Linked DNA regions of Pan troglodytes: regions 1, 2 and 4 are each linked to region 3. The links are chromatin contacts, called in public Hi-C and HiChIP or PLAC-seq maps. All regions are on one chromosome and are shown on one strand. Each heading gives the region's core, a stretch centred on a gene start, on an enhancer-like site or on the middle of the called end of the contact. The rest is flanking DNA. Distances are from core to core; before and after follow the strand shown. Region 1 holds the start of CCND3 (cyclin D3). Region 2 overlaps TAF8 (TATA-box binding protein associated factor 8). Region 3 holds the start of MRPS10 (mitochondrial ribosomal protein S10). Region 4 holds the start of TRERF1 (transcriptional regulating factor 1).

What was found. A called contact is a pair of places that touch in the nucleus more often than the background predicts. HiChIP or PLAC-seq counts read pairs in DNA pulled down with a chosen protein or histone mark.
Region 1: an H3K4me3 HiChIP or PLAC-seq map of stem cell-derived excitatory neurons shows a contact between it and region 3, with 2.6 times the contacts expected there. The contact joins the promoter of CCND3 here to the promoter of MRPS10 in region 3.
Region 2: a contact with region 3 is called in a Hi-C map of induced pluripotent stem cells, with 2.3 times the contacts expected there. The contact joins the enhancer-like site here to the promoter of MRPS10 in region 3. A contact is called at or near these places in 1 of 7 Hi-C or Micro-C datasets (induced pluripotent stem cells) and 1 of 1 datasets of contacts at active chromatin or transcription factors (stem cell-derived excitatory neurons).
Region 4: an H3K4me3 HiChIP or PLAC-seq map of stem cell-derived excitatory neurons shows a contact between it and region 3, with 4 times the contacts expected there. The contact joins the promoter of TRERF1 here to the promoter of MRPS10 in region 3. A contact is called at or near these places in 1 of 7 Hi-C or Micro-C datasets (stem cell-derived neural progenitor cells) and 1 of 1 datasets of contacts at active chromatin or transcription factors (stem cell-derived excitatory neurons).

Annotation. Positions count from the first base shown.
Region 1 is chr5:47,925,660-47,932,088 of NHGRI_mPanTro3-v2.0_pri, reverse strand. CCND3 (cyclin D3) reads left to right here and starts at 1,640. Exons shown (of 5, transcript XM_016955479.3): 1 at 1,640-2,033.
Region 2 is chr5:47,967,498-47,974,523 of NHGRI_mPanTro3-v2.0_pri, reverse strand. It overlaps TAF8 (TATA-box binding protein associated factor 8), which reads right to left. Exons shown (of 9, transcript XM_009451254.3): 9 at 825-1,301. The coding sequence ends at 1,217. Among named protein-coding and RNA genes, the nearest start is that of TAF8, 39 kb to the right of the region's middle. Within about 2 kb of position 3,768, at least 3 of the 24 cell types and tissues checked have an H3K27ac peak or open chromatin away from gene starts, as enhancers often do. A contact at or near this core is called in induced pluripotent stem cells, where this site is marked.
Region 3 is chr5:48,104,605-48,111,152 of NHGRI_mPanTro3-v2.0_pri, reverse strand. It overlaps MRPS10 (mitochondrial ribosomal protein S10), which reads left to right and starts at 4,409. Exons shown (of 7, transcript XM_518474.9): 1 at 4,409-4,552. The coding sequence starts at 4,505.
Region 4 is chr5:48,337,208-48,344,215 of NHGRI_mPanTro3-v2.0_pri, reverse strand. It overlaps TRERF1 (transcriptional regulating factor 1), which reads left to right and starts at 3,082. Exons shown (of 18, transcript XM_063813036.1): 1 at 3,082-3,283; 2 at 4,043-4,127.

The DNA.
Region 1 (6,429 bases), core at 391-2,890, 180 kb after region 3:
GGCGCGATGGGACTTGTAGTCGCGGGGCGGGGCGGGGCGGGGCGGGGCGGGGCGGCGTGCGCCCCTTGGTTTTCCGAAGCCCAGTCGGTTGGGGGACGCCTCCGGTGACCCCGGCTCACGTGACTTTTTTTTTTTTTTTTGGATAGAGTCTTGCTCCGTTTCCCAGGCTAGAGTGCAATGGCGCGATCTCGGTTCACTGCAACCTCCACCTCCCAGGCTAAAGCGATCCTCCCGCCTCAGCCTCCGGAGTAGCTGGGATTACAGGCGGGCACCACCACGCCCCGCTAGTTTTTGTATTTTTAGTAGAGACCGAGTTTCGCCATGTTGGCCAGGCTGGTCTCGAACACCTGAGCTCAAGCAGTCCGCGGCCTCGGCCTCACAACGTGCTGGGATTACAGGCGTGAGCTACCGCGCCAGCCTCACGTGACCTTTTGAGAGTGAAGTGTTCTGGGGCCTTCAGTGGCTTGGTTGTGGGCCAGGAAAACGCGCCCGGTTTCACTGAGTTAAAAGAAACCTATTTTAATATGAAAATCGGTTCTTATAAAGAGCATACCAGGAGGTCATCTACACTCGCAGGGTTTTCCAAACTTGTCTTATTATTAGTAACACCTGGCTGGGCCCAGCCCAATCCCAGTGACTTCACTCTCTGGAAGAGGGGCTTGGGAATCTTTCTCATTAAGGAGCTCCCCAGATGATTCTTCTGAGCGAGTAATGTTGGGAAACCCCGGAGCATCCAGCCTGGTGATTTTGTGCTGAGGGCCGCCCCACCTGTCAATGGCCCACTTGGAAGTAGAGCCTGGACCACCTAGTCCAAGTCTATCGCTGCATCCTGCTGCCTTCGCGCCCTCGACCCGCAAATATTTGCGAGGCAAGTCTAGGGGGCGGGAGACTTGTCCCTTGTCGCCTCACTCCCAGGGCGTGGGGTGCCCGCGGCTGCCAGTGGTTTTCTCCCTAGCTGCGCCTAGGGAGAAACCTAGTGGGTTTCTCCCTCTGGCTGCGCCGTGTTCGTCCCCATTTGCAGGTGCCTGGCAGGACGCAGATTCTGGGCTTGGATCCTAACACTAGCCAGCTATGGTACTGCGGGCACTTGACCTTAATCCTCAGTGTGTCTCAGTTTCCTCTTCTGTAAAACTGGGGGAAAGATGAGATGATACACAGAAAGAGTCTGTCACAGTGCCTGACGTGTAGTAAAACTCAAGAAATCGGCCGGGCGAGGTGGCACTCGCCTGTAATCCCAGCACTTTGAGAGGCCGAGGCGGGTGGATCACCTCAGGTCAGGAGTTCGAGACCAGCCTGACCAACATGGTGAAACCCCGTGTCTACTAAAAATACACAAAATTAGCCGGGCGTGGCGGCGTGCGCCTGTAGTCCTAGCTACTCGGGAGGCTGAGGCAGGAGAATAGCTTGAATCCGGGAGGCGGAGGTTGCAGTGAGCCGAGATCGCGCCACTGCACTCCAGCCTGGGCGACAGAGGGAGACTCCGTCTCAAAAAAAGAAAAAGAAGTCGCTCCTCATGATGTTGTTTACTTCCTGGATAGCACGTGGAGGAGTTGCCAACGCCGGGAGGCAGCGGTCCGGGAACCCGTGCTGCCCCGGCCCCGCCGCCCACACCTGAGCCTCCGTGGCGCCCCGTCCCCGCACCTATGCCGCGGGGGGCGGGGGCTGCGAGCGGGGGTGCGCGGCGCCGGATGAGCCTCCTGGCCTCGCCGAGGGTGTACAGGGGGTGGGAGAGTCAGGCCGGGGACCGAAACTTGGCTGAGCAGAGCACCAGCCCCTTTGTCTCCTCCGCCCCCTCTTCCCCACTTCCTGCCCAGCTCTGGATCGGCGGCGCGGCGCGGACTTTGTAAACACTTCGCCACTGCAGGGGTGGAGACTGGCTCTGTTCGGATGCCGGCCGGGGGGGAGAGGTGCAATCCTCTCCTCGCGGCTGGTGGTTGCGACCACCCCCACTCCCCAAAGGCAGGCTCCGGAGGCGGCGGGACAGAGCGCCTGCGACCCCAGTCGGTGCTCCGGGGAGGTCACCTGGCGAGGAGGTAGGCTTGGGTGCTGGAGAAACCGGGGTAGATGGGATGTCAGCTCAGGCTGGAGACCATGCGTTGGGGATCGGCGCTGGGTGGGTCAATGGGGTCGCCGCATCCTCATCACTTCCCAGTTGGCACCGAAAGCTTGGCTCACTTTCCCACTGAGTGAGGTGTTCTGCACAGAATTGAAGGGCAGAGAAACCCCCAAAGGCCCTGAGCCCTCTGTATGTACACACATCGGCACAACCCCCTCCAGCTGATCTGGAAGCCCCGTGGCTTTACCGGGCTGTTGGTCTTCTCATGCCTCAAAGATGGGGTGGAAGGCCAGTAGGAGGGCAGACCAGTGTGGATGGGGAGTCTGTGAGTGCTCTGGCAAGTGCACCGGGATGAAACTGGAGGGAGGGACCCTTCAGTGGTGTCTGATTGATACATAGATGATGATCTTAGCTTCTTCTGTGTCTCTTGAAGTGCCAACAAGAGGAATAACTGAATAAATTGGTTGCTGTTACTAAGGGAGCATTAAGTTACTCATTTGCATTGATTGAACACCTACTATGTGCCTGGCATTATATGGAATGCTGAGGGTGCAATGATGTTATTCATCCACAGCTAATATGGATCACAAAACAATAGACATAGACGCCAAGTACACTGGCTGGGGTGGCTGGGAAGGCTTCAGAGAGAAAAGGACATTTGAGTTGGGTTCAGAAGGATGAAAAGCATGGAAATCTTTGGGGGCACTTATTCCACAGAACTGGATTGAACCCCAGCTGTGGTGTTGGACACTGGAATATAGGGGTGACCCAGAAACAATTCCTGCTCCCTTTAATCCACTGTCTAACCATCAAGGGAATGAACAGGATGAATCCCAGAAAAGGCAGTTTTCTGGGCTGGGTCCCAAGAACCCAGGAATTCCCAGCTGGGTACAGCTGGGAGGGTCCACCTGGGGGTGATGTGACGGTCCACACAATCCTGGGCACCCCCTCCTCATCCCTGGACTCTGAGACTGTTTCCTCTGACGAGTCCTTGCCCTCTGCCTACCACCTCATTTCTCTTTGGGACCAGACGTGGATAGAGAAGTGGATCTCCCTTTGCTTCCTCACAGATTCTTCTGGCCGTTCAATTCTGGGGCTCCTTCGGGAAATGACTGACACAGCAATTTATGAATTCATTCAGCACCTATTTGCTATGGCCATACTCCATCTGCACAGGCTATTCCCACAGCTGTTGGGGATGTCATGGTAATCAAATCAGAGTTTCTTCCCCTGGAACTTAACACTGAAAGCCTCTGATAATTGTAGCAGAGTCCTAGTCTATGCCAGTTATTGAGATCATGACCTCCATGGTCCCAAACATCTTCTCCTTCCGGCTTCCCCTTCCCTCAAGGGCTTAGAATACTAGCTAACAGTTACATAACACTGTCAGGTACTCTTCTAAGTGGCTTAGAGATCATATCTCATTTAAACCTCCTAATATAGTCCTATGAGGTAGGCATTAGGATTCTCTCCATTTTATAGACGAGGAAACGCAGGCACTGGAGATAAGTAATCTTCCTTCAGACACAAGAAACAAATGGCAGAGCTGGGATTTAAACCTAGGTCACTTGATTTGGGAGGCTTTATTCTTAACCGTTAGGCTAGCCTGCCTCCTTCGCTGACCACAAAAAATGTGCACTTGAGCCAGGAACTTAGGAGTTTCCTAAAGGGAGTCTGTGGTCCTGTATCTTGGATGATACAGCCATCTGTTAGCTGAGCCATAGGCTGGTACTGTTTACAGTGAGCCCAGCAGGCCTGGAATAGGGTTGTGGGAACTGCACAGAGCTGGTATCCTTTCCTGATGGCTGTGTGTGTGTGTGCGTGCGTGCGCGTGTGTGCGTGCACACAAACGTATGAATGTTTTCCCCTGTGTAAGCCTCACTCAAAGGGAAAGGGGGAATATGAATAAACTGGGAGGAATGAACTAAGATTATATTCAAGAAAGAACTTCTCAACTTGGACGTGATGTGCCAGAATCTGGGGATTTGGGAAACCAAGACACCTCTTTTGTTGGGAATTAAGAATAGCAGAGATGCTCACATTCTAGATGTGCATTCCAGCTTGGTAGATGAGTAAGGAAGATGGCCAAGGAGTGGGTCCAGGCTTAAGATGCTCACACCTCTCTTTCCCACAGCTCCTGCTTCCAAAGCTGCATCTGTATATCCTACCCAGTCCCTCCAGACAGGCTGGGATAATGCTGGTGATGCAAGCGAGAGCACAGGACAGTTTCCATGGATTCCAGCCCCTTTTCCACCTCCTTTCTGAAACGCTTTTAAATTTCTTACAAGGGCCCTCCCCACAGGTTTGGGGAGGCCTTGAGGCGGTCCCTCTCTGCCTGCAGTCAAAGCACTTCGTGCATCTGTCTTTGAGAAAGGGATGTGTGTTGGGGGCATGGGTATTGATGCTGGGAGTCGAGGGTGGGAACTGGGTGGAGGGTGGCTGCACTGAGAAAACGGGTAAGCAGGATGTGAACCTTAAGAACTATAAACCTCCAAGCTGCTCTTCTCCCACGCACGCACCTTCCTCCCTCACTCGCTGGTAGGGTGGGGTGCAGCGGAGCCCTTGGCACGCCCTGGCCCCCTGCCCCAGGCACTGGCTTGGCTGTGGAGAACAGGTTGTACTCTTGAAAAACCACAAGAGGAAGTTTAGGGAGGGCTGGGGGTGGGGAAAGTTCTGGGGCCCCTGCCAAGTTTCCCTTTCCCTGCTGAGCAGTAGATGTGTTTATCTTGCCCTCAAAGACATTTAAATTTTAAATCCTCAAGTTTCAAAGAGCTGTCAAGGCCTGCCCCTTTCTAGGGGTGGCAACAGACACTGCTAGAAATGGCATTGGAACAAGTTACCCATCTGTTGGAATTCACCTGGGATTCGTGCAGGTTGAGAAAGGCTAATTCCAGAAAGTCTCTTCTTTGGCCCCTTCACTTTTCTCTTCCCCAAAGCATTTCCTACAACCTTTAAACTCAGAGGAATGTGGCTGTAATTGCCACTTAGGAGCTGAATGGTGTTGTGGGAGCTGTCCCTAAGTTTTTACCTGTACTGTCTCATTTAATATTTATTCACCACAACTCTAGGTAGTAAACACCTCTATCTCCAATTTACAGATAGGAAACAGGCTCAGAAAGGCAAACTTGCTCAAAGTAATTTAGCTAGTAAGTGGCAGAGCTTGGAGTTGAACAAGGATCTATCTGATTTCAAAGTCTAGGCTCTTTACTCGTGAATTAACTCTCAGTCTGAGCATTGACTTTCCTAATATATCAAACACTGAGACAGGGAGGCTGAAATATAAAGGGATTTTTTTAAATGCTGCTGCTAGTATGGGAGAGGGATAGAATTGGAAAGGATTCCTTGGAAGTTAATGTATTTAAGAAAGGATAGCCACCGGGCATGGTGGCTCACGCCTGTAATCCCAGCACTTTGGGAGGCCAAGGTGGGTGGATCACGAGGTCAGCAGTTCGAGACCAGCCTGACCAACATGGTGAAACCTCATCTCTACTAAAAATACAAAAAAAAAAAAAAAAAAAAAAAGTTAGCCCGGCGTGGTGGCACGGGCCTGTAATCCCAGCTACTCAGGAGGCTGATGCGGGAGAATCACTTGAACCCGGGAGGCGGAGGTTGCAGTGAGCCAAGATCACGCCATCGCACTCCAGCCTGGGCAACAGAGTGAGACTCCGTCTCAAATAAATAAATAAATAATTAAAAGGAAAGAAAGAAAAGAAAGAAAAGATAGCCAAGTTAAAAAAAGATGCAGGAGGTGAGAGGTCAGGTCAAATTCTGGAAGATTGCAGCAAAGGGGAAGATTTAGGAGGAATACTATAGCTGTATGCAAATATTTAAAAGTTTGCCCTGGCAAACCTTGAAGTAGGGGGTTAGTGGGACTAGTGGAGGCAGATTTTCAAAAAACGTAGAACTTTCTAACAAATGGGGCTTAGAGCTCTTGCTATAAGAGGGGCCTCTGCCAGCAAGACGACCTCAAAGCCCCTTCGCCTGTAAACCCCTGATGTGATTTTCCCCCTGCTTTCCTCTTCTATGTCATTCTTTGCTCTCCCATACTCCCTGGCCCATGGTAGTCCCTGATCGTCCACCAGGTGGAGCTGTTGCCCAGTGTGTCACCCTGGGGTGACTGGATTGGGTGAAGAGTGTTGCCCGGTTCTTCAGGCGCTGACTGGTTTCAAGGGGCCTCTGCTCCCAGCCCATCACCAGCTGTTTACACACCGGGGCCCAGAGAACTGCTTTTGATCCAGCAAAGCCCCCATAAAAGGTGCTCTTCTGTCTTGTCCAGGCTCCGGCCAGAATGTGCAGGCCTCCGCCTCTGCGGCATACACCCGTCCCCAGGTCAGGGATTTCTTCCACATCTTCTCTTTCCCCTTCCTGACTGT
Region 2 (7,026 bases), core at 2,519-5,018, 140 kb after region 3:
TTCTCCTGCCTCAGCCTCCCGAGTAGCTGGGACTACAGGCACCCGCCACCATGCCCGGCTAATTTTTTGTATTTTTAGTAGAGACGGGGTTTCACTGTGTTAGCCAGGATGGTCTCAATCTCCTGACCTCGTGATCCGCCCGCCTCTGCCTCCCAAAGTGCTGGGATTACAGGCGTGAGCCACCGTGCCCGGCAGGTCCATCTTTAACCTTCACTGCCACACTCAGCCCTTGCCACTCCCTTGTATCCTATGTCCTCTGTTCACTCTGCCTAGAATGTCCTTCCTTCCTTTGCTTGTCTTGGTAAAAGTCCAGCTTAAATGTCACCAGCCCTGGGACGCTCTTCCTGAAGTGCCAGCCCAGAAAGAGATTGTGTTCCCTCCTCTGTGATGGCAGAGTCCCCGGGTGCCCCTCTGTGGGGCATCATCACACAGAACGGTGACTATGTTCCTGGTTCCAGCTGATACACACACACTTGTTTGTTAAAATAGAAGGAATCCAGGGGGAAAAAAATTCAACTCCAACTCAAATAAAACCGCAATAAGACACAGCGTTCTATCTATCAGAGTAGCAAAGTTTAAGGAGTTCTACACTGAGGTGGCAAGGAGGCAGGCACTCATGCAGGATAGCCAACTGGTACACATTCTGAGGGCTGGGCGACATCTGTCCACGTTCAATGGACACCCATAACAAAACGCCACAGGCAGAAAGCTGCTTGTTGCATCAATGCTTGAAAGAACAGAGGGCTGGAAACCACCTAAATGCCCATCAGCTGGGGGCTGGGAAATAAGTTATGGTAGAACTATACAACAAACATACAGCCACGAAACAGAGAAGCTGTTTATTACTGACATGGAACATCACCAAAAAATACACTGAGAAGTAGAAAATATAAGTATTTGCATTTGATGCACAGAATACTTCTGGAAGAATACATAAGGTCATATTGACAGTAACATAATAGCAGCTGCCAGGGATGAGGTCTGAGCCTCTGGGAAACAGGGGAGGAGGAAGATATTTTGTTATCACTTATATCTTTCTCTGTCTTTTAAATTTTATACTGTATACATATATTATCTCTTCAAAATAAATAACTGTTTAACAAAGGAGAAAAAGAAAAGCTAGTAATCAAATGGAGATGAGGTAGGCCACAAGCTCCAAGAGGAGGAAAAATACCTTGAATTTTTTTCCAGGAGCGCCAGGGTCCATGGCAAAGCTCTACCCTGGGCCAGCTGCCCCCGCACTTGCACCTGGGCACGGGAAGTTGATGTTCGCAGAATTAAGAACTTTTTTCAGTATGCGCCTAAGTAAAACAGAAGGATGAGAAACCCACTATCAGTAGCTGAGGAAAACTCATAAATGAATGCATCACAAAGTTCAAAAGAAATAGAATGTGTGGCCCCAGGAGTCTTTCATATTGTGGCAAAAACTGACAAGGCTCAGGGTGTTCTTCTTGTACCCACAAAGCTACTTGTAAGAGCCTCTGAAGCCCCTGACCATCTATTTATTATTTATTTAGTATATGAATTTATGTACAATATATTTTAATCATAGTATACACATTATTTTTACATCCTGATATTTTCATTTAATATACAATTGACATTTTTCCATTTCATTAAGTACTCTTCCAAAACATAATTTTTAATGGTTCCACATTATTGAAACTTATGGATATATAATCGTTTATTAATAAATATCCATTGTTGGGGGCTGGGCATGGTGGCACACGCTTGTAATCCCAGCACTTTGGGAGGTCAAGGCCAGCGGATCACTTGAGGTCAGGAGTTCGAGACCAGCCTGGCCAACATGGCAAAACCCCATCTCTACTAAAAATACAAAAATTCACCGGGTTGGTGGCAGGTGTCTGTAATCCCAGCTACTCGGGAGGCTAAGGCAGGAGAATCGCTTGAATCCAGGAGACGGAGGTTGCAGTGAGCTGAGATTGTCCCACTGCATTCCGGCCTGGGTAGCAGAGCGAGACTGTCTCAAAAAACAAACAAACAAAATAATTCTCCATTGCGGGACATTTAGCTAATTTCCAGTCTTTTGCTCTTATAAATAAAGCTATGATGCACATCTCTGTTTATAAATCTTGCTTTTTTCAACTTTTATTTTAGATATGGGGGATACATGTACAGGTTGGCTACACGGTCATATTGCACCCAGGTAGTAAGCATAGTACCCAACAGGGAGGTTGCCTACCGAGGCCCTTTCCTCCCTCCCTCCCTCCCTCCCTCCTCTCGTGGTCCGCAGCGTTTAGTGTTCCCATGTTTATGTCCATGGGTGCTCAATGTTTAGCTCCCACTTACAAGTGACAGAACATGCAGTATTTGGTTTTCTGGGTTCCTGTGTTAATTCGCTTAGGATTATGGCCTCTAGTTCCATCCATGTGGCTGTAAAGGACATGATTCTAATCTTTTTTATGGCTTTGCACTGACCGTCTATTTAAGAGCCTCTGAAGATCATCAAGAACTCACTGGGTAAAGGAGCTGGCGCGGGGCCCTTTCCAACCCTGGACCCCAGACGACCATGATGGGAAAGACCCTCCAGAGAAACCTACAGGAGGACCCACCAGTTCCAGTGACTCCTTCCGGGGGGCAACCCTGATTCGGAGCTGGCATTCCCAAACTGAACCTGCCTGGGGGAGGGACAATCTGAGGGCCAATGCTGCTGAGGGAGCCTCTGCTGGCTTTACAAGGGAGAAGGCTGGTTTCAGCTGACACTCTCAAAACAGATATTACAAGAGGGACTCGGAAGCCTCAGGAGCTGTGCTGGGGCACCCCAGACACCCCAGTTCAGTGGCTGAGTCCCCGCAGGCTGGGTGAGACAATACCCCCCTCACCTGCCCTCCCACCTTCCCCCACGCCATCTCCGCCCTCCCGCTCCTTACTCACCTCTTCCTGAAGCTTCACTTGCTAACCCCACCCCATTCGGAACTTGGCACAGGCTTCAGCCCTTAAGTCCTTTTTTTTTTTTTTTTTTTAGACGGAGTCTCACATTGTTGCTTGGGCTGGAGTACAGTGGTGCGATCTCAGCTCGCTACAACCTCCACCTTCTGGGTTCAAGCAATTCTCCTCCCTCAACCTCCGGAGTAGCTGGGATTACAGGCGCCTGCTACCACGCCCAGCTAATTTTTTTGTATTTTTAGTAGAGACCAGGTTTCAGTATGTTGGCCAGGCTGGTCTCGAACTCCTGACCTCGTGATCCGCCCGCCTAGGCCTCCCAAAGTGCTGGGATTACAGGCATGAGCCACTGTGCCCGGCCTCAGTACTTAAGTCCTAAAGTCCAAACTTCCAATGACAGTTGTTCTCCTCTGTCTTGGTGAATGGAGTTAAAACAGGTTCCTGTGTGTTTGCCTGTCTCCCTGACTACACTGCTAACTCCCTGGGGGAGGGGAGTCATCTGCGGGTTTATATTTCCTCCCTCTCCCTTGGTACAGGCTCAGGCTATGGTGAGGAGTCACACTTGGCCTTGCTGACAGGCTGGCCGGCTCTCTTGGGGCCAGGACTAACCTCCCCCGGGTCTTAGGGTGGCTAGCTGTCCCCTTACTGAATCGTGTTTGGCAAATGCCAAACTATGTGGACCTGACTGTAAGAGAAATACTATCCCCCATACCTGCTCCAGCCAGAATGATCCTAAGTCAGCTCCTGTCACTCCCTTTCTATCTGTCTCCATCTGAATAACATCAAGCCCATGAGGCTTTGCAGGTGCGGCCCAGCTCCTCCCCGACCCCTGCCCCACTCCTCTCCTGCTCCTTCTGCTCCAGACACCCGGCCTCCTGTGGTGAAGTCACACACACTCCTGCCTCAGAGCAGTATGCCTGCTGTCCCCTTTCCCTGGAATGCTTCTCCATGTGGCCAGCCCCTCAAAGCATTCAGGGCTCTGTTCAAAGAGAAATTTCCTTCCCACCCCTCCCAAAACAGCAACCCCTGCAGCAAGTGCTCCTTCCCCTGCTGCCCTATTGTGTGGCAATCATTTCTTTCATCCGCCCCTCCGGATGCACCCTCCTAGGCCCTGGCAGGCTGGCGCTGGTATGGCCCACATCAGCAGACCCCGTCCCCCCTGGCTTCCATTCAGCAGAGAGCCGGCAGGACAGTGTGGGAGGAGGGAAGGAGAGTGAGGTGAGCTTTCACAGAAGCCGGGTTGGCTCTTTCCCTGCAGGGCTCTGTGTGCTGGCAGGGCTCCTGGACCTGAGGCCTGGGCTCTTGCAGAAGCCTCTCCCATGGGCTTCTCCCCAGGTTCTAGCTGTCCCTCCCCTTCCCTGTTCCCAGCCCGCGTGCTACATCAACCCTTGTGCTTCCCCTGGACCTTGCCTGCACCTTTGGAAGCAATCCCTTCATTAAACCTTCCTCAAACATCCAACCCAGGCACACTGTCACCTTCCTTCCAGGACCCTAAATTCACCATCTGACATGACAGGTCTGTTTGAGAGAAGAGAGACAGACCCTCTTATATTGTTTTATACTCAGAAAAGGAAAAATAAGTGAAACTAAATGCAGGTAGCCCGGTGCCTAGGAACCAGACCCGAAACCAGGCCTGGGCCTGCCTGACCTAAGCCTGGTAGTTAAAGATCGACCCCTGACCTAACTGGTTATGTTATCTATAGATTCCAGACATTGTATGGAAGAGCATTGTAAAAATCCCTGTCCTGTTTTGTTTTGTTCTGATTACCGGTGCATGCAGCCCCCAGTCACGTACCCCTGCTCGCTCAATCGATCACGACCCTCTCACGTGGACCCCCTTAGAGTTGTGAGCCCTTAAAAGGGACAGGAATTGCTCACTCAAGGAGATCGGCTCTTGAGACAGGAGTCTTGCCGATGCTCCCGGCCAAATAAACCTCTTCCTTCTTTAACTCGGTGTCTGAGGAGTTTTGTCTGCGGCTCATCCTGCTACATGCTGTTGGTGAGCTGTCTGTCCCCCAGCTAGCCCACAAGCTCACAGGAGGGGAAACCTTGTTTTAGTCGCTGCTGTATCCCAACATCTGTATCAACACTGTGTGTAGCAGAAGCTCGATAAGTGTTTGTTGAATGTTAGAGCTGGAAGCCATGGCTCATTCCTGTAATCCCAGCACTTTGGGAGGCTGAGACGGGCAGATCACTTGAGGTTAGGAGTTCGAGGCCAGCCTGGCCAACATGGGGGAACCCCCCCCCCAACTCTATTAAAAATACAAACATTAGCTGGGCGTGGCAGTGCATATGTGTAATCCCAGCTACTCAGGAGGATGAGGCAGAAGAATCACTTGAACCTCAGAGGCGGAGGTTGCAATGAGATGAGATTATACCACTGCACTGCAGCCTGGGCGACAGAGACACTGTCTCAAAAAAAAATTGTTTAATGAGTGACTGAACAAGGGGAGGATCAACGTAATCTGGAGAGGCTACAGAGGCTGGAAAGTCAGGCAAGATTTTAGGAGGTGATGGGGAGGAAGAGCTCTAACAAAGGCAGGGGATACAGCAGTGATGAAAATGGCCTCCTCTCAGGGCGTGAAGACCCTCGCTTTTGTCCTTCTTAGCACCCCTCCACTGTCTGTCATAATTTTGGGTTTGTTTTCTTTGTATGTCTTCCCACTGGAATGAATTCCCTGCAGGCAGGACCCATGTCTGTCTTGTTCGTCATGCTATCTTCAGAACTGGCACAGCGCCTGGCATGCCCAGATTGATAGACTGATATTTAATAAATGAAAAGAAAAATGAATTATCCAAAAGAAACAATGAATTGGCAGAGGACCTCAGAAGCCTGGCTGGGCCATTTGGACTTGGAGTGAAAAGCAGGAGGGAGGAACTGCAAGTCCTACTGCAGGGGAGAGAAGACAAGGTGAGGGCTTATGGGAAGACGGCCCTGGCAGGGATGGAGGCTGGGGAAGAGCAAGGTACCTGCTCAGCCACGTGGGGAGGCAGCATCAGACAGGCCAGGAAGGAAGAAGGGGCAAAATTCAGTGACTGTCTTGTCACTGATTTCAGTGTCTTGGTCCAGGGGACCAAGCGGGGGGCTGGGAAAATGAGATCGTGCCATCCAGCCTGAGGTCCCAGGCCAAGGTAAGCACTCGAGGGTTAGCTGCCGTTATCCTCACTGTTTCTAACCTCTGTCTGAAGTGGGAAAGCTTTGGAGTGGAAGTGGTTTTTGGGAAAGGGGAGATCAACTCTGGCCATGTTGAAATCAAAGTATCACCAGACAGCTGGATGCCGAGGCATCCTGGAGAGATGATGGCTGGAGGTGGAGAAGCAGACGAGCCATCTCCATGCATACACAGCGGTTGAGTGTTTGTGACCATCCACGGCTAAGAGGACTGGAGGGAAGAGCCAGGAAAGAAAAGGAAGGCCAAGAATAACAAGGAAAGTGGGGCAGTGTCATGGAAGTCAAAGGAACAATGTGGAAGAAGGAAGGGGCAGCCAGCACAGTCACATGCCAGAAGCAAAAGAAGCGGGCTGGACCCCACTGAGGGGCCCCCATCCTGGAGGAGCACCTACCTGCTGGCCTCTGGGATGGGCTGGGAGAGCTAATGGTGCAAGTCAGGGGGTGCATTGTTAGTAGAGGGCTTGCTGCCTGTCCCAACAAGACATTCCTGGGCATACACACTCAAACCTCATTTATGACAGAGACTGCCAACTGTCCCACAAATCCACTTTTTCCTTCTTCCCATGGTGACAAAGCTCCCAAATTTTACCTAGACAGAGCCACCCAGGTAAAGACCACATTTCCTTGCTTCCCTTGCAGCCAGGTGGGTTCGTATTACTAGGAGGGTGCAGCTTCCAGGTCCTGCTTAGGAGCAAGGTGAAAGTTTGCCCTCATACACCTCCCTTCTCCCCCAACGCTGGAATCTGGGCCCAGCAGATGGGGTGGCCACCATACTCCGTCATGCAAGCAGCACCCAAAGTGACAGAGGAGTCAAGAGGCAGAAGGGACCTTGACACCACCAAGTCACCCAGACGGCCTGGACCACTCACCCAGCTTTCACAGAAGCCATATGCCTCTGACTTAAGCCACTTGATTTTGGGGACTTTTTGTTAGGGCAGCCTAACTCACAT
Region 3 (6,548 bases), core at 3,160-5,659:
GAGAAACCCTGTCTCTACTAAAAATACAAAAATTAGCCAGGCATAATGGCACATGCCTGTAATCCCAGCTACTCGGGAGGCTGAGGCAGGAGAATCCCTTGGACCCAAGAGGCAGAGGTTGCAGTGAACCGAGATCATGCCATTGCACTCCAGCCTGGGCAACAAGAGTGAAACTGTGTCTCAAAAAAACAATAATAATAAAAATAAATATTAAAAAAGGAGCCAAAGAGCTGATTACTTCCTTTATGTAAGAGAGGATCTTTTGGAAAGGACTGTCTTTAAAAACAGAACAACTGGCACAATCAAAATATGATTAACTGTAAAATATTTGATGTATCTATGTTTATTTTTTCTGGACATAAAGCAAGGTTTACTTGCATCAACTATCTAGAATCATTGGACTCCTGCTCCGGTTGGGTGTCTGGAAGTTTAGGCTGTAGGAAAGAGACCCTTAACGGATAGGCCAAGCTTCAGAACGCTGTCCCTGCCCACACCTCATGCCAAAGAGCACTGTTCACAGCCCTACTCTTGGCAAAACCTGATGTTGCCCCTTACAATGAGTTCTACCTAGGCCCTAGCAAGTCGGCACTTGATCCCAAACCATTAGGCCCCTAGGCCGTGTGGTGACACATTTGGCTCAGCCCAGGAAGATGAGAGAACCAAATCAAATTTCCACATTTGAGAGTATGAATGGAGAAACTTGATGAGCCAAAAGCAGAGAGCAGTGGCCATGCAGAGTCCTGAGGGAGCAGAAACTATTGGTAAGCAGTGAAAGCCCATCATTAAAAAGAACACATTTGGCCTCAGGAGGGAAGAGGGTATCCAGTCCCTAAGACTGTTTAAAGCATACCTTTCCAGTTCCAGGAGCTGTCCAGACCACACAGGTCTTTAAAAATAAGCCCCTATTTCTTTTGGAGTGGTGCTAGGGTGGTGGGTATTTCTAGTCCTATTATCCAAGAGATTTAAATAGAACTGAACCTCATCATAGAATCAGCACCAGCCCACTGCAGAGGTAGAAAAGGCACTGCTTTTAAGATGGTTATTGGTTTAGCTGTAACTAACTTACCATATGACCCTGAGTGAGTCAATTCACCTTGGGTTCCTCATCTATAAAATGAGGATAAAATCCATGTCTTCTGGTGTGGATCAGAGTAGGTAACTTAGGTGAAAGTCGTTTGCAAGCACTATAGTTGCAGAACACTCACCCAGCTGAGGCTACTCAAAGGGGACAGAGGCAGGGTGAAGGGCCTCACGGAAGTGCCATTTGGACAAACCGATGCAAACTTTGGAAGCAGGAACAGAGTTGGGAGTGGGGAGGCTGTTGGAAAACCCCATTGGCTGAGAGAAATCCCCTTAAGTGTCACAATTCAGAGAGAGAGACTGATTCTGAGAAGGGCACTGGGCAGCCTGCCAACATGGGGCATCACCGAGTCCAGCAGAAGGGCACACAGGTGAGGCCGGGTGTGGTGGCTCAAGCCTGTAATCCCAGCACTTTGGGAGGCCAAGGTGGGCGGATCAGGAGGTCAAGAGATTGAGACCAGCCTGGTCAACATGGAGAAACCCCGTCTCTACTAAAAATACAAAAATTAGCTGGGCGTGGTGGCGCATGCCTGTAATCCCAGCTACTCAGGAGGCTGAGGTAGGAGAATCACTTGAACCCAGGAGGTGGAGGTTGCAGTGAGCCAGGATCATGCCATTGCACTCCAGGCTGGGCAACAAGAGTGAAACTCCGTCTCAAAAATAAATAAATAAGAAGTGCACACAGGTGAAGTGTGCTGTTTCCATACCCTGTTGCAAGGCCACACTGGAATCTCTGCCACACCTCAACATGGACTGAATTCTAGTAAACAGAGGCCAGCCTGAGGGGCAGGAAAACTGGTTTCTGCTCCTAGACCTTTTCTATCTCCTAGATAGGTGTGATGTTGGGCGAATCATTCTGCCTCTTCTTTCGTTCTCTTGCCTGCAAAATAGGGTAGTAATAACTATTTGTGGGGAGAAAAAAAAACAACTTTATATTTGTACACTTCTTTATTTGGATGCTATAAAATATTCTCATAAACTTGATCTTTTTATTTTTAATCTTCTCAACAACCTTGTGAGGCAGGTGAGGTAGAAACTTAATGGCACAAATAGTGGATGACATCTATAGTGTATCATTACATGGCAGTATTGTACTAAACACCATACATTGGTATTGCATTGAATTCCCAAGCAACTATTGGAAGCAGGAACTACTGTTATCTTTTTTTTTTTTTTTTGACATATGAGCAAACTGAGGCTGAGGGTAAGGAAATAACTTGCTCAAAGTCACTCAACTAACTGGTAAGCCTGGGATTAGAAACCAGATCTGATTATAAGGCTAGAGTTTTCCATTAGGCTAAAATGCATATGTGAAAGCACTTTGGGGAAATAAAGCTTAGAAATGTGAACAAATGGGCCAAGTGCAGTGGCTCATACCTGTAAAACCAGCACTTTGGGAGGCCAAGGTGAGAGGATTGCTGGAAGCCAGGAGTTTGAGACCAGCCTGGGCAACATAGCAAGTCTCTGTCTCTACAAAACAATAAAAATAAAATAAAAAATGGTCGCAAACACCTGTAGTTTTAGATAGTCCAGAGGCTGTGGTGTGAGGATCACTTAACCCCAGGAGTTTGAGGCTGCAGTGGGCTATGATCAAGCCAATGCTCTCCAGCCTGGTCAACAGAGCGAGACACTGTCTCACACACACACACACAAAAGACAATATAGTATTATAGAAGCAGACTTTAAGATGAGGAGAAAGTAAAAGGAAAAATAAAAATAAATTTTTAAAGATTTGCACAAATGGAATAAGTTTTTTTTTTTTTGGAGACGGAATCTCGCTCTGTTCCCTAGACTGGAGTGCAGTGGTACAATCTCAATCTCGGCTCACTGCACTCTCTGCCTCCCGGGTTCAAGAGATTCTCCTGCCTCAGCCTCCCAAATAGCTGGGATTACAGGTGCACACCACCATGCCTGACTTTGTATTTTTAGTAGAGACGGGGTTTTGCCATGTTGGCCAGGCTGATCTTGAACTTCTGACGTCAGGTGATCCACCCGCCTTGGCCTCCCAAAGTGCTGAGTGCTGGAATTACAGGTGTGAGCCGAGCCACTGCACCTGGCCTTTTCTTTTCTTTTCTTTCTTTCTTTTTTTTTTTAGACAGAGTCTCATTGTGTCTCCCAGGCTGCAGTGCAGTGGCACGATCTTGCCTCACTGCAACCTCCACTTCCCGGGTTCAAGCAATTCTCGTGCCTCAGCCTCCTGAGTAGCTGGGACTACAGGCACACAACGATGACACCCCACTAATTTTTTGTGTTTTTAGTAGAGATGGGGTTTCACCATGTTGGCCAGGCTGGTCTCGAACTCCTGACCTCAGATGATCCGCCCACCTCAGCCTCCCAAAGTGCTGGGATTACAGGTGTGAGCCACCGCACCCAGCCTGAAGAAGTTTTTATTACAGCAAATCCCAGTTATACATCTTTTTACTTGGAAAAAATTATGGTGGACATTAATAATTAGACAAAACACTTTGGCTTGTTGTAAGTGAAGCTAGCCATTGTAAATTCCTAAATACTAGAGTAACATAAGGAAATGAATAATTTAGAAAGATCAGTAGGACAGCGGTATACAAAATGGTTGGAGCACAGGAATTCCAATTGGTGTGGGGAAGGAAGAAAGGATTAAGAACCATAATTAGAAAGCCGCTGCAATAAGGTAACTGAGTGGCAACTGGACCCAACGGTAGTGGCCGACTTTTCTTTTTCTTGTTAAATATAGATTTTGTTAAAATTTTGAAAAATGCAAAAAAAATTGAAAAATGCAAAAATAGGAAAATAAATCACCCATTATTCCAGTACTGAAGTAAATGGTGTCAATACACTAGTTTCAGTCCGGGCTTTGTGGTTCATGCCTGTAATCTCAGTCCTTTGGGAGGCCAAGGCCAGAGGATCACTTGAGGACAGGAATTCAAGACCAGCCCACAAAATAATGAGAGCAATATAATGAGACCCTGTCTCTACAAGAAAATTTAAAAAAAACAAAAAATTAGTCGGCTGTGGTGGCACGCACTTGTAGTCCAGCTACTTGGGAGGCTGAGGCAGGAGGATCACTTGAGGCAGGAGTTTGAGGCTGCAGTGAGCTATGACTGTGCCCACTGCACTCCAGCCTGGGCAGCCGAGTGAGACTCAGTCTCTAAAAGGAAAAAATAAGTAAATAAATAAATGTGTGTGTGTGTGTGTGTGTGTGTATACACACACAACAATTTAAAGGTGAAAACATTAATAGGGCTCGGTAACTATCCAGACACTGGCCGGAGCAAAACCAGCCTCGGCCAGCCAACTGTCCCGCCCCCAAAAAGCACAGGATCATGTCTCTATGGTTGTTCCGGCGCCGGAACATGAGGATGTACTCTCTTCTTTTGCGGAACTCTATGGTCTGAGGACGCCGCTGTAACCCCGGAAGCAATCCTGAGAGGTCGGGACCGGCAAGATGGCGGCGCGGACAGCGTTCGGGGCTGTGTGCCGGCGCCTCTGGCAGGTACTGGATTGGCTAGGGAGACTAGGAGGGCTGACCGGGATAGTTGCTTTTAAGTTTCCCTGCCACCAGCCGCTCTGCCCATCAGGATTTTTCCTGATATTTATCCCTCACCTCGCGCCGTTTACAGGAAAGTGACGAGAAAGGGGCTGGTTTTATCAGAATTCTCTCATGGAATTAAATATAAGTTAGTGAGTCCAGGCAAAGATAGGAACAAGAATAATCGTAGAATGTCAGAGCTGGAAAAGATTTTGTACTTCGTATGTTCCAAAACCCCTCCTTTCACGCTTGCAAAATAAACTGAGGCTCAGAGAAGACAGGAAATTTGCCTCGCGAAAATTAGAGGCTGAGCTGGTGCAAGATCTCAGACTCTTCCCATGGAACTAAATTGAGATGCTTTCCTGGCATCCAAATTTAGATGAAGGTCTCAAGCCAGAGGAGTGGGTTAGATATCCTCTGCGCAGTTATTTGCAGGAGGAGCAAAAACTTTTCAGCAGCGGTTCTCCTGCTTTTTGGCCTTGGGACCACTTTACACTTTCGGAGTTCAGGACTCCAGAGAGCTTTTGTTTTTGTGGGTTTTTGCTATCTATATTTAGCTTTTTGGAAAATAAAACTTAAGAATATATATTGACTTAAAAGTAACACTAACTCATTACATGTTACAACTAATACTTTATGAAAAATATATTTTCTGAACAAACTGAGTAAGGAGCAGCAATGTTTTACATTTTTGCAGCTCTCTTTAATTTCTGGCTTAATAAAAGCTAGATTCAAATCTGCTTCTGTATTTAATCTTTTCCTATATCACACCTCAGGCTGTCACGGGAAAACTTCACTGTACACTGGTAAGAGAATGAGTGGAAAAGTTGTAAATGACGTTTTGGTTTTATGAAAATAGTTTTGATTTCCCGGATCCCCTGAAAGTGTCTCAGACCCCACAGACGTCCTCAGACTACACTTTGAGACCACCGTTTTTGTTTTTGTTTGAAGACGGAGTTTCGCTCTTGTCGCCCAAGCTGGAGCGCAATGGCACGATCTCGGCTCACTGCAGCCTCCACCTCCCGGGTTCAAGTGATTCTCCTACCTCAGCCTCCCGAGCAGCTGGAATTACAGTCATGCGTCACCATGCCCAGCTAATATTTGTATGTTTAGTAGAGACGGGGTTTCACCATGTCGGTCAGGCTGGTCTCGAACTCCTGACCTCAAGTGATCCGGCCGCCTCGGCCTCCCAAAGTGCTGGGATTACAGGCTTGAGCCACCGCACCCGGCCTGAAAACCACTGTTCTTGAGAAAAGTCAGATGATATTAGAGATTGAAATTTTTGAACTGCTTTATTAAGACAAATTTACCCAGACAGCCCTCCCTTCCAAACCACCACTCCCCCAACACACACACACACACACACACACACACACACACACACACACACACACTCTCTCTCTCTCTCTCTCTCTCTCTCTCTCTCTCTCTCTCTCTCTCAAGAAATACAAAGAAAAAATGCAATTTAAAAACTTCTTGGCCGGGCACGGTGGCTCACGCCTGTAATCCCTACACTTTGGGAGGCCGAGGTGGGCGGATCACGAGATCTCCTGATCAAGACCATCCTGGCTAACATGGCAAAACTCCGTCTCTACTAAAAATACAAAAATTAGCTGAGTGTGGCGGTGGGCCCCTGTAATCCCACCTACTCAGGAGGCTAAGGCAGGAGAATTGCTTGAACCCAGGAGGCGGAGGTTTCAGTGAGCTGAGAATGCTCCACTGTACTCCAGCCTGGGCGACAGAGCAAGACTCTGTCTCAAAAAAAAAAAAGAAAAGAAAAGAAAAAAAAAGAAAAGAAAAAGCAGAGGTTTATAGTGGGAGAATGTGACTGAGAAGTGTAATATTCTTGCTCCTCTTGCACAATTCGATTGTGGGGTCACTGGTGTAATTGTTGGGAGGGAATTTTCTATGCAATTTTGTCCGAAGAATGGCACATACCTCTTACCACTTTGTGTTGTAC
Region 4 (7,008 bases), core at 1,833-4,332, 230 kb before region 3:
ACGTGGAGAGGGTCTCTCTACATTGTCCAGGCTGGTCTCAAACTCCTCAGCTCAAGCGATCCGCCTACCTCATCCGCCCAAAGCGCTGGGATTATAGGTGTGAGCCACCCCGCCTGGCCCCATAGATATTTTTCTGATGCTTCAATCAGCTAAGACTCTGAGGATCTGATTTTCTAGAGTCCTTTGGAAGGTGTGGGGGGAGGGGGGGCGGGGGAGGATACACAACCCTATTCACAAATATTAGTAACTTGCTTTAAACTCTAAGGCCTTACATAAAATAACTCATTTAAACCTCACAATAACACTATGATATGAATACTATCATTCCCATTTTACAGGCAAAGAAATTGAACCAAGCGGTTAATTTGCCTAAGGTCAGAGCCTGCAGAGCTAACCATCTAGCATTACCATCACTCTGTTGGCAATGAACAGAGCGGGCCAAGCGTGTAGGGTGTAGGGGGACCTTTGAAGATGACAAAAGCGTCCTTGGCTGTGTAGCCGCAAATCCCAAATCCTTCCTTCTCTGCAGCTTCTGGTTTAGGAGCTGGAAAGACAGGCTGTGAATTTTCACGTTGACCTGGGGCAATTAACTTAACTCTCGGAATAGGTTCCTTATCTGCCCCGGGGAGGAGTTTTAGATTAAAAGGGTGTGTGTGTGTGTGCTGGGAGGGAGGTGGAGGGGCTGAGTTTTCTGGGCGGTGCGGTTTTCCCAAGTCCCGTTTTGAGGTTTTGTCCTAGCCAGCTCCCGCTCAGGTCCCTGGGCGGTGACGGTGGTCAAGCTTAGCTTGGCTGTTCCTCCTCCGCTTGGAAAAAGGCCGCCACTGGGGCCAACTCCGGCCACAGCGCTGCTGCCAGGAGACCTAGGGTAGGTCTTTTCCCCTGAGGTAGAGACCTGGGTGTACCCTCAGGAAGGCATCTTGAAGTTACTGACAGTTGAGTCAAATCTTGAAGGTCCAGCAGGAGTTAGTAAGAAGAGGTGGAAGGGGAAAGGTTAGGCGCCCCCTCCTCCACCCCTTGAACAAAGAAAGCTTGACGGGGCTTACAATATCCGAGGAAGAGCTGGGCGGGTGGAGAGGTCTGTAGAGGCGAAATCACAACTTGGCTTTATTCTAAGGGCAATGGAAGAGGGTTTTGAAGGCTTTAAAATAATGTCATTAGGAGTTTTAGTCGCTTGGGAGGAATGGGTCGGAGGGGGACAGGAAGCTATCGCAGAAAGCAGCCCACTTGGAAGATGACCGAGGACTGAGGAAAGAGGGCGGGGGACATCGAGCATCTGAAGCTTTTCCCAGTCGCCGCAACACTGTGCGCCGTCCCCCGGCTTTCTTTGCTTATGTGGAAGGGCTCCATAAAGGCTGGGCACGCGCCAAACGCTCATTAAGCGAAATAGCCCAGGTCCCCTCCTCTTTTCAGGGACTCTCTGGTCCACGTGCCCCAGAATTGGTAGGGTAGGCGGGAGGACTTTCCACTGCTGAAGATGGAGAACCGTTACCCCTCAAAAAACACAAAAACCTCGGGTGCTTTTGGCAGCAGTCTCCTCCGCTCATGATCTCATGCTTTAAGCTCCCATATAGCCTCCCTCCGCCCAATCCACACCCAGCGCCCGGGTGGGGGTGGGGTGGGGGACACTGGCGAAGGTCTGGGTAGCGGGAGGTCATTCCTCTTGCGCGACATTTTGGGGGAAGGGGCGCAACGATTTCCCCCACGGAAAAAAATGGATGGTGTAACTTTCTGTCGTGCAAAAAATACTGTCTTGCCCTCGAGACAGATGCCTCGAACCCGGCTCGAGGTGGTCTGTTTAGCTGAACTACCTTTGGTTCACGTTTCCTCTGACCAGGAAAGAAGCTTGGAAATGCAGGGGTCTCAGGCCAGGTTCCCTGACACCTGGGCCGACCACTGCCACGCCTTCTCGGGACCTGGGGGCCGTCCTGCTGTTGCCCTCCGCCCCCGCCCGCGCCGCGGAGGTTTGAACCTTTGGCTCGCCTTTCAGCCCGCGCCCTGCCCCCTGCTCGCAGCTGCTCCCGGTTTGGGTGCAGCGGTTTCCCCCGCAGAGGAGGAGGAGGAGACAGCGCGAGGGAGCGACTCCGGGCTCGGGTTTCCGCACCAATGCCGAGCAGCCCCGGGCGGCCCCCGGCGGCCGTCCCTCCTCCCCGGCACCACGTTCCACAGTCATGGCGCGCGAGGAGGGGCGAGCGCGCGCGGCGGCTGCACCCGCGCCCCCTCTCCTCCCCTCCCCTCCGCCGCCCGGCCCCTCTCCTAGGCAACTCCCCTCCCCGGCCTGCTGCGCCTGCCGCAGCGAGGGAGACCCCTCCCCGGAGAGCTGCTCTTCCAGCGTGGTCTACTGCACCCCTTCCCCGCCCCCATCGGGGCGGAGGGATGGAGACGCGCGCTTCGCGAACCTCCAGCCCCTTCTCCGGAGCCCCAGCCCCACCGAGGCCAGGGTGCGGTGGGGGTAGGCGCGGACCGTCTCCTCGCAGCCCGCCTCGACCTCGGCATCTTTGCAGACCCTTAGAAAAATAAACAAACCCCCTCACAAACCCCAGTCGTTAGCTTGCAAAGCGTGTTACAATAACCGGGACGGCTACGCAGGAAGCAATCCTGCACTGGTCCGGGTTTAAGGCGGCAGCTTCCCGGCCACGCTGCCTTCTCCCCGGCCTCGATTTTCCGGCCATGCCGGAGAGTCCGCTGCACCTCAGGGCTGACAGGTCCCGCTCGCGCAGGGCCGCAACTGGGCCCGTGTCCCCCGTCCCATCCTCGTCCAGAGACTCGCCAGCCTACAAAAGGTGCAACCTCACGCACACGCAAAGCGCACAAATAAAGTCAGCAGCGCACCGCCGCGAAGGCTGCGAACAATGCGCCGGGCGGCCCGCGCCCGCCGGAGCGCTGCGCCCCGGGGGAAAGGGGACGCGGGCGGGGGCCGCGGCGGACGACCAGCCGGTCGCGGCGCTGGACACCTTACTTCCTGCTTCCCCGCCCGCGGCCAGACCCAGCTCTGCGGAGGGATATCTCTCCCCTCCTCGGTCCCTCTCCCTCCCTTCCCCCGCCCTCCCCCTCTTTTTGCTCCTGCTCCCCCCCCCCCACCCCGCCTTTCTCCTTTTGCAAGAAAATAATTTGACAGTCGATTTGCTGACAAGGGAGGAATTTGCATCCTGGATTTAAAAAAAAAAAAGGCCGAGAGGAGCTTGGGAACGGTTGCTAGGGGTGGGTAATGGGTGAAAAAAGGGGGGTACCGGGGAGCGGATAAGGAGGGTTAAGGGAGGGGGCGAGGATGGGGAGCAATGCAAAGGTAAGGCCAGGTTACCGCGGCTCGGCCCCGAGTGGGCTGCGACCGGGGGAGGGGCGAGAGATACATATGTATTTCTGTCTCCCCAGCACACCCCCTTCCCTCTAAGCGATGGCTGAGAGGCGGTGCATGCAGATGGGGAGTAAGTTTCCTGAAGGGGAGGGTGGATGCACGCGCGCAGCCCGGCGCTGCAAATTTCCACCGGGGAGGGAGAACGGCTGGATGCGGAGAGTTTGGAGTTGCTTGCGGCGGAGGGCAGGAAGGGGAGCAGGGCTGGGAAAGGGGGCTGGCGGGCGCTATATCTGGGAGTAAGTTTCCAGCATCAGGAGAGCCTGCACGCTTGCTCACTAGTAAGTTTCTGGCCGGGGAGGGCGCATGGGGAGGAGGAGAGGGAGGGGTGCATGTATATAGAAGGGGGGAGGGGGGAGCAGATTTCCTGCGGGGAGGCTGAATGCATATGGAGAGTAGATTTCCTGAAGGGAGGGTGGAGGCGTAGACGGACCGAGTAAGTTTCTTGCTGGGGTGGTGGAGGAGGTGGTGGGTTGGTGCTTTGGAAACCCAAAGCTTCCTACCCTGGGTGGGGGAGCACACTCTTGTCGGGGGGACGAGGGGCCAGGTTCCCTGCTGGGGAGAGGGGCTTGCATCTGGGGAGTATGTTTCCTGGCGGAGCGATATTTGTTTACAGGCTGAGGGCAGTACTGTAAGTGAGTAGCGCTGAGAGAAGGCGGCTGACATAAATTAATATTGAAATTACTCCATCAGCTCTGCTCGCCCCCCATCTCACCCCCCAAGCGGATACTGGTCTTCTCGTCGGATTGCCCATGCACTTGTTGCAGAAACAGCCAAGGTAGGCAAGAAGCTTATTAAGTTTCATTTTTAAAAAATTAGTTTGGGGATGCTCCTCGAGAAGACGGGGGTGGGGCGAAGTGGGGAGGGAAGAGTGGGGAGACAGAAGGAGAAGTCTCCCCCCCCCTTTACTTTCACTATGCAAGCAGGCCTTCTCCCTTCTTCCCTTCTTCCCTCTCCGGGCTGCACAGCATCCCAGCAAAGGGGGAGGGATGAGGTGGGCGCTATAATTGGCAACCCTGGCTTAAAGGTAGTGATGGTGGGCTTGCATTTGAGGTTGTGATGTTATAAAGGCTTCATTCTCCAACTAAGAAACCGCAGGACTCTGCCTTTTGGGGTTTTTGACATGATACATATGTGTATGTATACGCGCCTGCGGGCTCTGTGGGGGCTGGGTACTCCCCAGAAGTTAGTGTGGCCACCCAGATGGGAGAAATGTGTAAGGGGGTAAACCTGTTCCTTCACTCCCCAACTTCAGTTTGGGAGACTGGGAAGTTACTGCCGGTGGTCTTAAGAAACAGATATTAAAAACCAACCAAACCACTCCTTCACCAGCGGAGGCCGAGAGCACCTGGCAGGCAGCCTCTGGCCAGCACTGGACTGGAGCATGTGCGCCTGCCATCCTTAGGTTACAAGAAAACGCTTTCTGGTTCCTCCGTGTGTCTTCTGCCGGCCTGTTAGAGCCAGCTTTGTGGAAACTCTTCCCCAGACTAGACGCAGCTTTGGCAAGTGCCCGTACTGAAGGGGATGGCTTCAATTCAGCATGGCCTGGGCTGTCTTGTGAAGTGCGTGGAAGTCGTGCTTAGGAATGACCGCCCCTGTAGTGGCTAAAGAGTTCATTAAAAAATATCTCCTGAAAACCGGTCCAGGTGCACTTTTCAGCAGGTCATTGAGGAGAGTTTTAAGAAGGGGAGTTTTAAGTTGTCCCAGTTAGCACCCACCTTCTGCATCACTGACCCTTTTAAGAAAGGAGTTTGGCGATAGGAAGTGTGGTGTTGATGCTCACTGACTGGAGAGGATAACAGCAGGAGTCCTCAGCGCTTAACTAGTTAACCAGCAGCCTTTGCCTCTCCTTGCCTCTGTTTTCTTGGTCCTCAGCCTACTGGTTTCTGCAGAAGAGTTGTAGGTCTTAGCTGTCAGCTACCTTGATGATGCTGGGAGTTTTAACTTTGCTAGGATAATTTTAGCATCTCGGGTCCAACCCGGAGACGTTTAGTAGGGTTAGGGAGTAGCCACTAGGCAGTGGGGTTAACTGAGGTTGGTTAAGCTTTCTGCAATTCTGTAGACAGGCTCTGTTCTAGCAGGGTCGAGAAAAATGGGTTTTAAAAAACTCGCTACACGTTGCTGATGGAGAGTGCTTTTTTTCTTTCCTAACTGTCGTCAGATTTCCAGATTGAGGGTTGATATTTGGCAGTTTGAGAGTTGAGTTAGTTGGGAATTAAATATTATTGCTGCTTATCAAATGTTCCTAACTAGGCATTAGTTAAACAAATTAGCTATTATTTTTACCTGATGAAAATCTGAGTCTGGTTGTTGTATTTGCTGGGAGAGTAAACAAAATCTTTATGTATGTTCATTCCAGGGTGGAATTATTTACATGCCCAGCCTCAGAGCCAAGAGCAGTCATTCAGGTTTTTTTTCTTATATTTATGAGATTTATTTTATTGTCTTGCTTTGGCCATTAATCAAGTCACAGTAGGTTTTTTTTTTTCCTCTTCTACCGAGAATGTTCTTGCGGTAATAAAGGCTTGAAGGCCCATGAATCATAATTCGTTCTTTTTAAAATATTGTGGTGATTGTCAGGATCTGATTTATAGGAATTGATACCCGGAGTGACACACCTCTCTGGGCTCCGCCCTTTTAGGCATGTCCATTTTCGCCAAAGGATTGTTTAGAAGCCAGCTTGACATCCCAAAAAGAGCATTTCCCTTCTGCTGTATGAGAAGATTAATTTTGCAGGTTCCATAGTAAACATGGGTCTTTTCACAGCTTGGTAAGCAGGCTTCCACATAGCAGGCATGTGTTATTATCACATAGCATTTATGTGAGCTTGCTGTGAAAACAGTTGTTCTATGAACTGTGTGGAAAGTACTCAGTTTTGCCTCCTATAACCGGCTTGGGCCTGTGGTTTTTGTTGAGTTAGGAACTTAAAGTGTAAAAGAGGAGACAGACTGTAGTGTTCTTTGCTGGTTGTATAATAAAATGTGTGGTCACAAAAAATAAAGCTTGTTTATGATTTTCTTTTTCTCCTTCTTTAATGGGTGGGTTGGTTATAATAACCGAAAGCGTTATTTTTTTGACAAATGTAAGGATTCTCTGTGAAGCTGATTAGCCAGGAAGTGTTAAAATTGTCTTGTGTTCAATAGTTGGCTCAAGTTTACAGTATTGGTAAAGTGACAAAGAACTTAAAGGTAGTTTTGATGCTCAAGGCTAGGGGAAACATCACTGGAAAGAAAGGTGGGGAAGGTACCAATTTCTAGCCATTTCTGGGCTTTGGATTTTTTATCTTAAAAGTGCGTGGTTTGATCCGTGAGTTCCCTTCTGGCTCTGAAATTCTGTGTCTTGTAAGCGAGGTCTCCAGAGGTCTTGACAGTCTCTTCCTGAGCCAACGGCCAATTGCTTCATGGACTTGGGTGAGCTGATTAACTTCTGTTTTTGTCTTCTCATGGAGAAAGTGGATTTGATCCTTGGTATTCCAGAAAGGACTCTTGAGTGGCCTGGTGATCTTGACCATCAAACACAAGGAAATACTTATGAATAAATGTCTGCCAGTGTCTTGGACAAAAAGTCTCAATTCTATGCGCTAACAGAGAGTGCAGCATGTACATATCCTAGGTACCAAAAATAATTTCTGTTCATCTTAGAAGTTTCTTCTCCAGCCA